Linked DNA regions of Mus musculus: regions 1 and 3 are each linked to region 2. The links are chromatin contacts, called in public Hi-C and HiChIP or PLAC-seq maps. All regions are on one chromosome and are shown on one strand. The core of a region is the stretch at or near the end of the contact, and the rest is flanking DNA. Distances in the headings are between cores, read along the strand shown.

Region 1 (5,000 bases), core at 32-2,531, 1.7 Mb before region 2:
TAGGCTACCTGCTCTCCCTACTACTTGCTTCTCTTCAATATCAGATCACGTCTTAGGGGGCTCGAAAGGGAGAGACAGGGGAATGGGCTGCTCTGCTTTGATTTTCCATTGAGAAATTTGCCTGGAGCAAGGTTTAGTGGTAACATAGCTGATGAGACAGGGTAAGCCTCAAACTTCTGTTTTTTCAGTTGGCAATTCCATTCTCTGTCAGAGAACTTCGCTTGATATGAGGTGAAGCACAGAGTGACTCATTGAGATGTCTGGAAAAGGCTTGAAGGTCAGGAGTTAGCACAAGCAGCCTTGTGCTTGGGAGTGCTAGCTTCATACCACAGCATCCAGAGCCCTGGAGCTAACCGTATCAGGTCACAAAGTGGGCGGATATGGCCAATTCGTATGTTCTCTGAGAACATTCTAGATGTGAGCCATTTCAATTGTGTCTAGGCAAGTGGCAGAGTGACTGGGTCCCAGAGGGAGTGACAGACTTTTGGCATATCTGCACTCAGGCTGTCAGCTTCCCTCCTTAAGATTCTGCTCCTCTCTTCATCTCTTTTGGGTTTGTTCTCTGGAGGTCTTCTCAAGGATTGTATCTGAGATGGATTAGAACTCTCTTCCACAAAGTTCCTGAAAACTCTGGCAGGCTTCTCTGTTGGCTGATGTTGATGTTGGCTGAATTCCACTGGATTATTTAGTAAAGGAAGTCCTTGGTGGACACCTTGGTCTCCCATGTCAGTAGCTGTGGGGAGATTGGTCGTTAGGAAGTGATGATGGGCAAACTACAGGGTAAGGGAAAAGAGGATCCCTGAGGCTTCCTATAGTGTGTTCCCAAGCTACTTAGATGAGGCCTGCCACTTGTAGCTGTGATTCCCAGGCAAGCTATCTACACCCCCTAATGCTCGGTTTCCTCAATAGTGAGTGACAGTGGTGTTCTCACCTACCACCTGCATTAGCAGAAAGAGTGAAGAGGGGGAGGACGCAAGCAAATACTTAGTACATCAAAAAGCCCCAGCAGTCCTCAGGGACCACAAATGGTGGGTGATCCTGGCGAGGACCAAGATGCCCAGGATGGACAGTCTGCTGTTTTGCTGGCATATGGTTTCCAACCCCGAGGATGTCATCCCACACACCTCAAAAGGCTAGTTTCACCCACAACTTTGGAAGTGTTTACTCATTCTTGTCCTGAACTGTCAGAATCAATGCCAGGCAAACCGGGAACTTGGATTCCTCTCTTCAGTTATATAAATACAAGCAGAGAAAGCTCCATTCCTCATGCTCCACCCAGGAAACATGATCGCAGCCTTTGTTAGGAGGCCTCCCTTACGAATTCCCCAGGCTGAGCAACAACAGCCTCCATCCTGCCCTTTTAGCGGTATGCTCAGGATCCAAAAGCTAGCAGCCATCAATGCCACTGACATGACACTGTGGCTGTGCAGTAATAGATCTGAAAGTGGCTGAAATGGCCACATTTCCATCTCCAACTGTGGGGCCTACTGAACTAAACTTGTCAGTTTCCCAGTTCCCCCAGATGATCTTGAAGGATCCTATGAGAAATTAGTCAGTATACATCAAACATCAGCATGATGGTGTGTGGGTGCACTGCGTACATACTGTGAAAGTCTCAGATGTCACCATTGTTAACCTTCTAAGCCATTAGAAAGTAGATAATATATTACCCAAGAGAAAGAAATAGGCAGAAAGAGGGCAGTGTTACCATAGATGGATTACCCAAAGAGAAGGATTAGCTTCTGCGGGGGTTGTGTCTTAGGGTTTCTGTTGCTGTGAAGAGATATTCTGACGGCAGTAACCCTTATAGAGGAAAACATTTAATTGGGGCTGCCTTAAAGTTCAGACGTTCAGTCCATTATCATCATGGTGGGAAGCATGGCAGCCTGCGGGCAGATGTGGTGCTGGTGAATGGGCTGAGAGTTGTACGTCTTGATCCACAGGCAGTAGAAGTGACTGTGTACCACACTGGGCATAGCTGGAGCATATGAGATCTCAAAGCTCACCCCTACAGCGGCACACTTTCTCCAACAAAACCACACCCACTTCAACAAGGCCACACCTCCTAATAGTGCTTCCTCTGGGCCAAGCATTCAAACACATGAATGTATGGGGGCCATACCTATTCAAAGCACCACAGGCTGCATAGGGCCGGGAATGGGAGAACAGGAGGTGGGAGACAGAGTTCTTTTCTGCAAGATGAACGTGATGGAAACACCATTAAATATAACTTCAGGACAACTGGCATTTAAATTGGGATTGTATGCTAGATCGCATTGCTGAATTCAGTTCGTTTTCTGATATACAGATGTGTCCAGATTCTACTGCATGGTGTCTGCTCTTCGGAGCAGAATGCCGCGGTGATTAGAGGTTGGGCGGTGATGTCCACAACACAATGGCTCAAACAAAACAAATACAACCAGAAAGAATTATCACACTGAAGAAAATAAGACATACTTGCAGAGATGATGAAGTCATGGGGAAATGTCAATTTAGGTGAAGGATACACAAATTTTATTTACTCTTCTCTCTGGTTTCTTTTTAATATATATTTGAAGGGTTTTGTTTTAGACAAGTTAAGTTTTAGCAACGTTTGAGGGGTTAATGTAGGGTCTGGCTGTGATTTTCCTACAGACTCTGTTGAGAGCCTCATTCCTGACCAATGTTTCTCCCCTGAGTCAAATTTCCTTATGATGACAGCAGCCTGCTTCTGCCCCAGAAGGGAGACTGTGACACCATCGGGCAGTTCCATACGGGTCTTCTCTCTGTAACTTTGGGACTCTTCTTGTCTCCTTTGTACAGTAACTCCATCAAGCTGGTGAATCTGCTCTCCATATTTATCAGCACGTGGCTGACTGCAGCTGGATTCATCCACTTGGTAAGTAGCTGGCATGGAGCAGGCCCTTGCTAGGCCGTTTTATTACTTAACATTTGTTTTCTTGGAAAGAGACAAGTTTAGCTGTACATACAGGAAAGTGGGACAAGCTACTCAATTTTCAGAATTCCCTACCCTTAACTTCCACCCCTCAAACTGGTTCCAAATAGTGAGTAATGTTCCTAGGACCAACCGACATCTTTCAGCTTCACCTGTATTGCTTCAGGGAGACTTGCCTAGTTTTTCACTCTGTATGCAATAACCTCAGAAGGCCACAAGATGGCAGTGCTTCCACAGCAAACGCCCAGGAAAAGTCTGGCACCTATACTGAAAGTTTGAACTTCAACAGCTCTTTGTAAACAACAAATGCAAATCCTGGGATCTGTCCCTACTTCTCTCGCACAAAAAAGCTGCTTTTGACTGTCTTGCTAGATGACTTCTCAAGTCGTTTCAAAACCCCCAAATGGTTTTGTTTTTGTTTTTTTGTTTTTAAAAACTAATGACTCTTTGAATGCTATTACCAAGTCAAACCTTTCCTACCTCCCCAAGGCAGAGTTCTCTAGCCTGCTTTCAGAGAGAATAGTTACTATGAAATGTACATTTCATCTGCACATAAACTGTTACAATCAGAAGAAGCCCCCACCAGACTATAAAACTTAGCATAAGTGACTTTGTTTCCATCTGCTAAACAAGATAATTGTGGATTTTGCAAGAGTCCTATACATATTTTAATTATGTGTATGCCTGTGTTTTACTGTAGGGATATGTGCACATGTGTGGATGTACCCCTGGAGGGAAGCAGAGGGCTTTAGGCTCTCTAGAAGTGAATGCTGGAAATTGAATTCCAGTCCTTCTGCAAGAACAATGGTTCCTAACCATTGAGCCACGTCTCCAGTCCCTGTGTAACTAGTCAACCTTCACCTTTTATCATTCAGTTCCTTCTGAAGCCAATTGCCAGTTCTGGGCTCAGGTTCCCCAAATCCTGCTGTAGCCCCCACTCTTTGCTCCCTGCTGGGCTTCAGCCAAGCTCACAGAACTGAGCATCTGCGCAGACCTCAGGAACTCTGCAGCACAAGCAGAAACTATTGGCTCAAGGGCCATTTTGAAGACGTCTGCAGCCATTTCTCTGATGGTGTGTGTGTGTGTGTGTGTGTGTGTGTGTGTGTGTGTGCATGTGTCTGCAGTTTCCAAGAGGTCACTTCTCTTGTTTCGGAGGAAATTTCCAAACCTCGGAGCTCAGAATTGCTGGTGGGCTCTGGTGAAGAAAGACAAGCAGTCCCAGAAGCAGAGATGATGCTTTGGATTCAGGCTGTAGATGTGTCCCAAAGATGTTGGGTCTGGTGTTCTTAGTTACACGAATGAAAGGAAAGTCTAGAGTCTCAGCAGGAATCCCCAAGGGACTGGCAGAAGGAAGCATCTAGCACCTGCCTTAAAGAGATGCTGTAAAGTGTATCAAGCATCAGCGATGCGTAGGAAAGCACACCAGCGCTGCTCCTCCTCATCCCTGTCCTGATACCCCCTGGGGTTTCTGGTGAATCATGCCTTAGTGACTAGCAATGAGAATCATCTATTCTGTACTGCGAATATGAAGCGTATGTAAAAAACAACTTTCAGGAGCTCTGGGCATCCTGGTTTGCATATACTGTACATATGAACATCTGATGGCTTTCTTTTCTCTCCCTCCCCCCTCCCTTGCTGTAGGTGGAGAATTCAGGGGACCCATGGGAAAATTTCCAAAACAACCAGGCACTTACGTACTGGGAATGTGTCTACTTACTCATGGTCACAATGTCTACAGTGGGTTATGGGGACGTTTATGCAAAAACCACACTTGGACGCCTCTTCATGGTCTTCTTCATCCTCGGGGGACTGGTAAAAAAAAGCCCTCTTTCTTATTGTATCTATTTTAATGATTATTAATATTTTCCAATGCCCACTTCCTTAGACATAGTATTTTTAATGTGTTTTGCACTGGAAGCAAGTAACTGCCTTAATGCAACCAGGAGAGCTAAATCCAAATACCATAGTGTCTTTGTTGCATATTTCTTTAGTGTTATGCTTATCCCTTAGAACCAGACATATTGTCCTCACTGGGGACAGCCATGTCACTAGGAGCAAACCTAAT
Region 2 (4,428 bases), core at 728-3,227:
AGATATGGGGAAGAGGGCTCCGGCTAAGGACAAGGACTCGGTGCCACAAGCCCGCTGAAGAGGCCTAGCGGGGACACGGCTGCCTCTTCCCTCTGTGTGCGTCCCAGGGAGGTACTGATAAAGACGGTGGAAATTTAGGAGGGCAAGGCGCTAGGCAGTGAGCTCGGAGAGATGATCAATTCAGGACTTTCCTTCTCTTGAAAATTGGAACAACACCGCTGCTTCAAGGGATGGCTGGGTGTTGAGCACCTGGTACCCAGCAGGTGCTAAGTAACAGCTTCCGGTTGTCACGTTGTTATCACTGGCCGCAGTGTGGCCCCGTTGTTATCACTGGCCGCAGTGTGGCCCCGCCAGCACGTATTTAGTGCCTGCTGTGTGCTCAGCCCTAAAGGAACTCACATTTCTTCGGGCCTTACCTGGAGAGCATGACTCAAACTCAGAGATATTTTCAGGACTCTCAAGTCATTGAGAGTCAACAAGAAGAAAGAGCTTGTCTAAGGGGCCTGTTCCAGGAGCAGTTAGGAGAAGCAGCTGAGATCCCGCCCTGCCCCTAGAGAAAGTAGGTTCCCCTCCTGTTTGCCTGCACCCTGCACAGATGCTGATAGGTCAAGAAGCCAGTCTACCCTGATTGTGATTGGAGACCTGCCCTCACCTCCGAGGCCCGGGATTCTAGCAGCATTGGCTTCAGTTGGCCAGGTCTAGGGCTCTCTCACTGATCCTGCACCTGTCTGCCTGCCTCCGGAGGGTCTCCGGGCCTGGCCAGTGTTGTTAAGAAACAGACTTCCAGGGCAACCACCTCTGAGGCCCTGTGGACTCCAGCTCTTAAAGACAGCACCAATAGCCTACTAAGCCTGTGTGTGAGGCACACTGTGCGGGTGTTTTCAACCGGAACTCCATCGGGTGTTGTGTGCAGTGAGTGTTGTGAAATATAACTCTGCAAGACAGTATTCTTGGTGGCCCGAGGCAAGGTGCACCCCTGAGAAATTACACTGTGCAACAGTTCTGGTATAAAGGGGGTTTACTGGGAGAAGAGGACTAGAGGCTGGCAAGTGGCTATGTAGACAGACAGATGGGAATGAAGCCAGGGGAGGGGGGAAGGGGGCCAAAGGACTGGAGTGGGGTGGGGGTCTTTTTATCTGTGGCACATACCTGTCGTACGTGGGGGGCGGGGCAGGTGATGCCTTAAGCAATTGCTAGGTCCCTGAGGGCAGGTCAGCAGAGTCTCCTGTGAGCGAAGTCTAGAAAGGATTTCACTGTAGAAAAAAGAGGGACAGTAACACTTGAACTGCATTCCAGTTGTACCTGTCCAGTTGTTTCCAAGTCATAAACTACCACAGTCTTTTGCTTCCACCAGAGTTCAGCATATAGTAGATATTCAATAAATGTCTAGGGAACACCGGTCTAGCAGATAGCCTTGCAAGGGGAACTCAGCTGCTGCCTGCCAAGATGCTACCGCTTCCCAAGGAACCCTCTCTAGCCAATGACCATAACAGCAAGTACCACTATTGAGCACCTACTATGCGAGGAATCCCGTGCCTATCGTAGTAAGGCTGTAATACCTGCTTTACAGAAAAGAAACAGACTCGGAAAGACGGACCGTCACACAAAAAAGCTACACCCAGCATCCCAGCCACTAAGGATACTGTCTTGGAAACCAGGTGACTCTAAACCAGGTTCTTGGTTCCTTTAACTTGGGCACCCCTCCAGCAAGCATTCCCGAGTCTCTTTGGATTCCTCCATTAGCCACACTCACTTTATCCCCTCTCCCCATGCTCACAAGAGCCCTGGTGCAGAGATGACTCCATACCCCGACGCAGTTCCGCATGCAGCCACCGGGTGGCGAGATGTTCTCAGCCTGACCTTGCAATACGGCCATGTGTCACCAGATGGTGCCCGAGGACGCGGCTCTGTGGGCAGGGCCCGGACAAGGTGGAGCCCTGTCGGCTTACTGGTCCCAGTCCCATCCTCGCTACTCCAGCACACGTGACCTCCGCCGCCGCTGCTAACCTGCACCATGGCTCAGCCCGTCCCTCGGCTATCTATCCCAGCCGCACTGGCCCTGGGCTCGGCCGCGCTGGGCGCCGCCTTCGCTACTGGTCTCTTGCTGGGTGAGCTGGGCTGGGCTGCTGCAGTCCGGGGAATGGGAGGAGGGCGCGGAGAAGAGCCGGAGAACCCGGTCAGAAATGCAGGCCCTGACTCGGCACCCTCTCCCCGGCAGGGAAACGGTGGCCTCCATGGGGGTCCAGGCGGCAAGAGCGCCTGCTGCCACCTGAGGACAATCCCCTGTGGCAGTATCTGCTGAGCCGCTCCATGAGAGAGCACCCGGCGCTGCGGAGCCTGCGACTGGTCAGTAGGACTGGGACCGAGAACCGGCTCCCCACTTCCAGCGTGGTGGACCTCACGTGGCTGTGTGACCTTGAGCTAGGCAGAAACCCTCTCTGGGCTTCCGGGTTCCCTGAGACCTGTCCCCTCTAGGCCACACCCGCCACCGAGCCCCTGAATGATTCAAAACCTCAGGGGGGAGGTGGGGGGGGTGACTGGTATGAATGGCACCTCCCTCTCCCCACACAGCTGACCCTGGAGCAGCCGCAGGGGGATTCCATGATGACCTGTGAACAGGCCCAGCTTCTGGCCAACCTGGCGCGGCTCATTAAGGCCAAGAAAGCTCTGGATCTGGGTAGGAACACGCAGCCATGGTCTCTGGAAACCAGGGTCACAGGGCAGCCCTGCACCCTGAACTGAGCTTGACAGTGTCCCCTTCCACAGGTACTTTCACGGGCTACTCGGCCCTGGCCCTAGCCTTGGCGCTTCCGGAGGCTGGCCGCGTGGTGACCTGCGAGGTTGACGCAGAGCCCCCGAAGCTGGGACGGCCCATGTGGAAGCAGGTGAGAGCCCCACACCTGCGGCCGTTCGGGCTCCGGCTCGGGGGCGTGCCGGCCTGACCGGCCTCCTTCCGCAGGCAGAAGTGGAGCAGAAGATCGACCTTCGGCTGCAGCCCGCCCTGCAGACATTGGGTGAGCACCAGTGCGGGAGGGACCCAGACAGCACTGTCCAACCCCGGGGAACAAAACTGGCGACCCTGAGCAGCCCGCTGAGACCCTAGCTCAGCCAGCGGCACATGCCCTCTGTCCCTGTTAAGATGAGCTCCTAGCGGCGGGCGAGGCCGGAACCTTCGACATAGCCGTGGTGGACGCGGACAAAGAGAACTGTACCGCCTACTACGAGCGCTGTCTGCAGCTCCTACGTCCCGGAGGCGTGCTCGCTGTACTCAGAGTAAGGACTAGCTAAGGCAAAACTGCTGCTTCTTGTGGCTGGGTACCCACTCTTCTCAGCTCTTCCCACCCCACCCCCCAGCCCCGCCCCAAAGCCCACCCAGAGTATCATAGGTCCCGCCCCTCCTGGCTAAAGCTCTGGGTCGGCTACCCCCCACTTCCGACGGCCCCGCCCCTCCATCTGTAGGTCCTGTGGCGCGGAGAAGTGCTGCAGCCTCAGCCCAGGAACAAGACTGTTGAATGTGTGCGGAACCTGAACGAACGCATCCTGAGGGACGCCAGGGTCTACATCAGCCTCCTGCCCCTGGATGATGGCCTCTCCTTGGCCTTTAAGATCTAGGGTTAACACGAAGCTTAGGGCCTGGGTGTGAGAACCTAAGACCCCCAGCCAGTGACCTGACTTTTAAACCTGACAATAAAGGTACTGGACACGCGACCTTCTGAGCATCCTCTTCCAGCGTTCACTTGGTGGAGGGTTCCCTCCCTGCAGGTCTCCCTGGCACCAAGGCTTGTGGCCTTATCTGACCGCATAGTTTTAATAAATTGTCCTAGCTGTACTCACTGAGTAGAGTTCCAACAGGCTTGGATATAAGGGAAGACCCTATCTGTCTCTGGCCTCCCAGCCACATGCCACAGAGATGTCGAGATAGGGCCTTTTATAGCTGGCAGTCTACTCATGTTTTCACAGGGCTGAAGCCTCCCCAGCCTAACTTGTGTGCAGTGGAAGCCCAGACTACAGGACCTAAGGTTGGCTGGCATTTCTATCTGCTCCCTCATCCCCTTAAGTCCTAAGGGAGGAGACTGATGGCCAAGGTGCAAAGCAGACAGAGTGGGAAGCCAACCTCATTCAAGAAACCTCAGGAACTTGAAGCTTTTGCAGCACTGTCCTTTTGGGGGACACTATAAGGAGCCAACCTTTATTGACCTGAGGCCTGGTGCTTTGCTGCTCTAGAAGAAAGGTAAAGTTCTTTGTACTGAGGCAGAAAGGACAGTTTCTGGGACACCACAGGTTTGCCACTCTGGGGTAAGAAAGGCCCAAGTGATGTGCACTTAGCAGCTGCTACAAGTACAGATGTGTGAGCCCACAACTGAGTCCCTGCCACACACCACCAACCCTCTGGGGACTAGCTGTGCCCTACCCCTTCTTCACAAGTCA
Region 3 (4,563 bases), core at 856-3,355, 1.0 Mb after region 2:
AGGCAGTCTGTGCTCTTAACTGCTGAGCCACCTCCCTATCCCCCTTGGGAAGGATTCTTGGTACTCAGTCACCACCTACCTGCAGTAATTGTGTTTCCCCAGGCCTAGGCTAATAGCATCAGGTCTGTGGGCATTGTAGGGTTTCTGAAGGACAGCAGGCGCATTCCAGGCCAGGCAGGGCCGACCTTTGGTATCAGTGTTGGCCTTTCCTCGGTAAGAGTCACCATTTCCATGATAGCAGGTTTTTGATGCATCTAGAAATGATTTGAGGAGTGCAGAGTATTAGAAAAGGGAGGCGGTTTGGACAGGCATTTCAGAGGTGACACGGTTTCAGACCTGTCAGGTGATATGAGGGAGATTCACCCTTTTTTTTCACACTTGTATAGCCACTACTTCATGAGTGTGTGTGTGTGTGTGTGTGTGTGTGTGTGTGTGTGTGTGTGACTCCCAACTTCTGCTGCCTGTTTTGTTTGTTTGTTTGCTTATTTTATGTGTATGAGTGTTTTTCCTCCATGTATATCTGTACACCATGTATGTCACTTGGGCTGGAAGAGGTCAGAAGAGGGCATCAGATTCTCTGGGACTGGGGGTACAGATGGCTGTAACCCACCTCTATGGGTGCTGAAACTCAAACTATAGGATGTCTAGAAGAGCAGCCAGTGTTCTTAATCACTAAGCTGTCTCTCTAGCTGCGCCTCGCCCGCCTTTTGAGACAAGGACTTACTATGGAGGCCAGGCTTCAGTCTCCTCCTAAGTGCTGGGGTAACAGACCCACACCTCCAAGGCCAGCTTCTGCCTGCTTCTGCATCCCACCCATCTGTCCCTGTTCTAAGATCTCTGGTCCTCCCCCACTCCCACATTCCAAGTCCAAATCCCCATACCTATCTCACAGTGCTCCCCCTGGAATTTCCTTGGGCAGCTGCATCGGCGAATTCTGGAGAAGTACTTGTAGGACACGCATACACCTCCGTTCTGACAGCCACAGTTTGCTAGCAAATGCAAAGGAGGGGTAAGCAAGGATCAAGTGGGGAGCCAGCCTTTCAGCAGGGACAGGGAGGGTATGTCTCCTAAGGTTTTTCAAGGGTCTCTGTGCAGCCAACTATTGTGCAAGGAAGCAGATACTCACATTCATCAGGAGCTCCAAGTACACTGCCACCCTGCAAGAGATGAAGGTGACATGCTCTAGGGAATTCATGTTCAGGATAAACAGGTCCCCACCTCAAAATCCCTTCCAGTGATATTCATTCACTCATAATATTCTCTCTCTCTCTCTCTCTCTCTCTCTCTCTCTCTCTCTCTCTCTCTCTTTCTCCCACCCCACCCCTGTCTGTCTCTCCCCTTTCTGTTTATTACTAGCCAGCACCCAGACATGGACTGACTCAAGCAAACTTCACACAAACCAGGTGCCCTTGGGCTAAGGCACTCCCCGTGGCTTCTTCCTCCCTTGCCAGATAGTGCAAACCTCTTTGGGTGCACAAGCCCTCCGCTGATACATTGTCCTATTTCCTGGGAAAGCCTGGACCTGCCTTTGATGCCTAAGTTCCCCGTGCAGCCCCCATTTTTCCCCTGATGCTGCTTAAGGGATCCTGCAAGCCCCTTCCTGATGGTGCTAAAGCAGCGAGACCACTCACTTCAGAGTTTTTCACCACCAAGGCGCAGAGGAACAGGCTCGCCAGCCAGACTTTCATGGTAGTGCCGCTGGGCTCTAGACAGCAGTTCTGCAAAGGAAGGAGAAGTCAGGACAAGAAGCGGAGCAGCTTGAAGGTGGCAGAGTTACTACAGACCAAGGGAAGCCACTCCAGGTGTCCTGCGGGGCAAGCCATCAGTGACCAACCTCCCCAAGCCGGGCAGTCTCTCCCCTCTGCGGGCTCTGAATCCGCACAACACCATGGAACCTCTCTGTAGAGGGGCGCGAAGGGCTGGAGTGGTGACCTTGCCCACAGTTCCGCCAGCCAAGGTAGTGGGAAGGGAGGCATGCGGGAGCCCTGGCTGCCTCATCCCGCTAGGCTTGCTTCAGACCAACAGCACTCACCGGTGACTGCAGCGGAAGGGCGCTGGCAGACACGCAAGGACTGGATGGATGACAGACAGAGCTCTGGGGCTACAGGCTCTGCTCGGCGCTGCTCGCCCTTTATTAGGGCCCGCCAGAGCCCTGGCCCCGCCCAGGTTTGCTGGAGGGCGGCTCTCTCTCTCTCTCTCTCTCTCTCTCTCTCTCTCTCTCTCTCTCTCTCTCTCTCTCTCTCTCTCTCTCTCTCCTTTTCCTTTTCCTGCATCCCACCGCAACTGGACCGCGCTTGCTTCCCAACTTTGACGAAGTCACGGAATTTCCAGCTGAGCAAACTTAACGCAGTCTGTCTGGATCGAGCGATGATCCGGCGGCTTGAACATTCTTCCTTTCTTTCATTCACCTAGTGCGGCCCCAGTGTAGCGTGGTGAGGGCGCTCCAGCCATTGGCTCGCTGATCTCAAGCCTCTTCCTTAGTGGTTTAATCAGTTCTTCTCCAACCTGTCCCCCTACCTGCCTACGACACTGATTCAGATGTCTGATAGAGGGGTATAAGTCGCAGTTCCTTTACAACAAAAAATACCTACTAACAAAGGCTCCCACATGTCAAATGCTGAGTTCTCCAAATGCCACTAATGCAAGCAGTGAATCAGAAGACAAGAGTGAAGTTTGTCGTCAGGGAGTGTAATACTGTCATCAGAAGGTGAAAGGCAAGGTCAGATTTTATTCAGATTTGCTGTTTGGTTTAAGGTCAATCTTTGAAAGACAATTTTAAAATTTATGGCAAGGGCCAGACTTAATGGTGCACGTCTTTTATCTAAACACTAGGGAGGAAGAGGCAGGTGGATCTCTGCGAGTTCAAGCCCAGACTAATTTACATAGTGAAATCCTCAAAAATAATTATGATTTTTAAAAAAGCAGTAATGGTTACTATGTTAGGATTGTGGGAGCAAAGTCTTGGCACAGCAGCTGCTATGGAAGTGTCAATGGGTCTTTTGAAAAATGCCTATAATGAACAATCCATTTATTTGTCTGGAAAAGAATACAACCAATACAGAGGATCATAGATCAGGACTGAGTGCATACCTCACTGGTATTGTGGTTGCACACAGACACAAATAAGCAATCAAGGGGGGGTGTCTTTTTTTTAAAGATTTATTTATTTTATGTATGCGAGTGCACAGTCCTCTCTTCAGACACACCAGAAAAGAGTACCAGATCCCATTGTAGGTGGTCATGAGCCACCATGTGGCTGCTGGGAATTGAACTCAGGACCTCTGGAAGAGCAGTCAGTGATGTGAACAGTAACATGAACAGTACATTGTAACAGGATAGAAAAAAAAAGCAAGGAATACTCAAACCTCGTTAGTGTGGGCTATCAACATGCAACAACAGTGGGGGTGTCTGCTCTTCCCTTGTAGTAGAGAGGCTGTGGGTCTGAAGGAAAAGATAAAAGGAATGTTTATTTTTCACTGAATACTATTTCACACTGTTTTAAAAACTTTAAACACGTCCTCGTATCAGCCATTCTAAAAAAATAATTACACATTTTATTTTTGGGTGTGAGCCTAGCCATCTCTTCTGTTGCCAATTCCACACTGTAAATGCACTTGTGTTCAGCATTTTACATCATCACGTTAAGACGAAAACAATTATTTATCTAATAATTTATCTAATAAAATAGGCTTATATAAAGACAGGTCATGTATAAATGAGCCCTGAACATCTTGAAGACAAAGCACCCTCCCTCATGCACACACTTGCACACATGCACACATGCACACATGCACACACCCCTCAGGCAAAGTAGGGAGTGCTCAGAAAAGATTCCAAGGGTCAGTCACTGCAACATGTGCCTCAGAGCCAAGGACCAGTGGTCATTTTGATGCTCCTTCCACAGAAGAGGTGCCTGAGCCCGCACCATTCATTAGTGCCCCAGCTTTGCTTTATTTCCATAAGCCTGAGCCTACAACATTTTACTGTCAACCTGGACCTTGGAAAAGAATGCCAGGAGGTAGGAAGGAGGAGGCTGCTTGACTTTACCCCAGCCAGTGGCCCAGAATGCCAACCTCTGGATAGGAAAGTACACATTGAATACCCAGCTTTGGGTAGGCAGGTGACCATCGTTCTTCAGAATACGTTTTCCTTGCGCAGCTGAGCTGCTAGCAACCCACAGGACCACTGAATCAGAGATTCCATAGATCTCAGAGGCAACTTGCTACTTCCTTTAGAAGACTGTGGCCAGTTATGTTTATGTTTAAGAAGCCACTAATTGTAAACAAACGTGATCAAAATGTAAACAGAGGTGTTACAGCCTGAGGATTTACCCCGAAACTCTAGTTTAGTTATTAGGAAATTCCCAGCAGGCTGTCGTGATTCACATGGCCCCCCCAACAGCTCTCATGACTCCGGATTACTTGGCTGGAGGCTGTCATGCTGATTCTTTGAGAGCAAGATGACCTCATTTCCTCCTGGCCAGAGACCGCTATGCAGTGTGATAGCCCTCTTCCTCCTTCTACCGCCACTTCTTCACCTGGATGAACAATCCTCGTGCCTCCA

Evidence for each region. A called contact is a pair of places that touch in the nucleus more often than the background predicts. HiChIP or PLAC-seq counts read pairs in DNA pulled down with a chosen protein or histone mark.
Region 1: a Hi-C map of nephron progenitors shows a contact between it and region 2, with 6 times the contacts expected there. The contact joins the enhancer-like site here to the promoter of Comtd1 in region 2. A contact is called at or near these places in 3 of 39 promoter capture datasets (cranial neural crest, frontonasal cranial neural crest and maxillary cranial neural crest), 10 of 484 Hi-C or Micro-C datasets (the G1E-ER4 cell line, the HL-1 cell line, adipose-derived mesenchymal stem cells and 5 more), 4 of 115 datasets of contacts at active chromatin or transcription factors (astrocytes, embryonic stem cells, large pre-B cells and 1 more) and 3 of 9 other capture datasets (embryonic stem cells, embryonic tail and embryonic trunk).
Region 3: a contact with region 2 is called in a FOXA1 HiChIP or PLAC-seq map of pancreatic cancer cells. The contact joins the promoter of Plau here to the promoter of Comtd1 in region 2. A contact is called at or near these places in 3 of 39 promoter capture datasets (embryonic stem cells, hippocampal neurons and pre-B cells), 1 of 115 datasets of contacts at active chromatin or transcription factors (pancreatic cancer cells) and 1 of 9 other capture datasets (pancreatic islet).

The regions. Positions count from the first base shown.
Region 1 is chr14:23,528,097-23,533,096 of GRCm38.p6, reverse strand. It overlaps Kcnma1 (potassium large conductance calcium-activated channel, subfamily M, alpha member 1), which reads left to right. Exons shown (of 28, transcript NM_001253364.1): 7 at 2,803-2,878; 8 at 4,577-4,747. Among named protein-coding and RNA genes, the nearest start is that of 5430425E15Rik, 20 kb to the right of the region's middle. Within about 2 kb of position 1,281, at least 9 of the 459 cell types and tissues checked have an H3K27ac peak or open chromatin away from gene starts, as enhancers often do. A contact at or near this core is called in nephron progenitors and palatal mesenchyme, where this site is marked.
Region 2 is chr14:21,846,459-21,850,886 of GRCm38.p6, reverse strand. Comtd1 (catechol-O-methyltransferase domain containing 1) reads left to right here and starts at 1,977. Exons shown (of 7, transcript NM_026965.2): 1 at 1,977-2,108; 2 at 2,219-2,346; 3 at 2,572-2,677; 4 at 2,767-2,885; 5 at 2,960-3,014; 6 at 3,140-3,273; 7 at 3,460-4,428. The coding sequence starts at 2,015. The coding sequence ends at 3,612. A430057M04Rik (RIKEN cDNA A430057M04 gene) reads right to left here and starts at 3,309. Exons shown (of 3, transcript NM_176925.3): 1 at 1,808-3,309; 2 at 1,150-1,253. The coding sequence starts at 2,016.
Region 3 is chr14:20,834,204-20,838,766 of GRCm38.p6, reverse strand. Plau (plasminogen activator, urokinase) reads right to left here and starts at 2,105. Exons shown (of 11, transcript NM_008873.3): 1 at 2,033-2,105; 2 at 1,632-1,718; 3 at 1,127-1,157; 4 at 882-989; 5 at 80-254. The coding sequence starts at 1,688.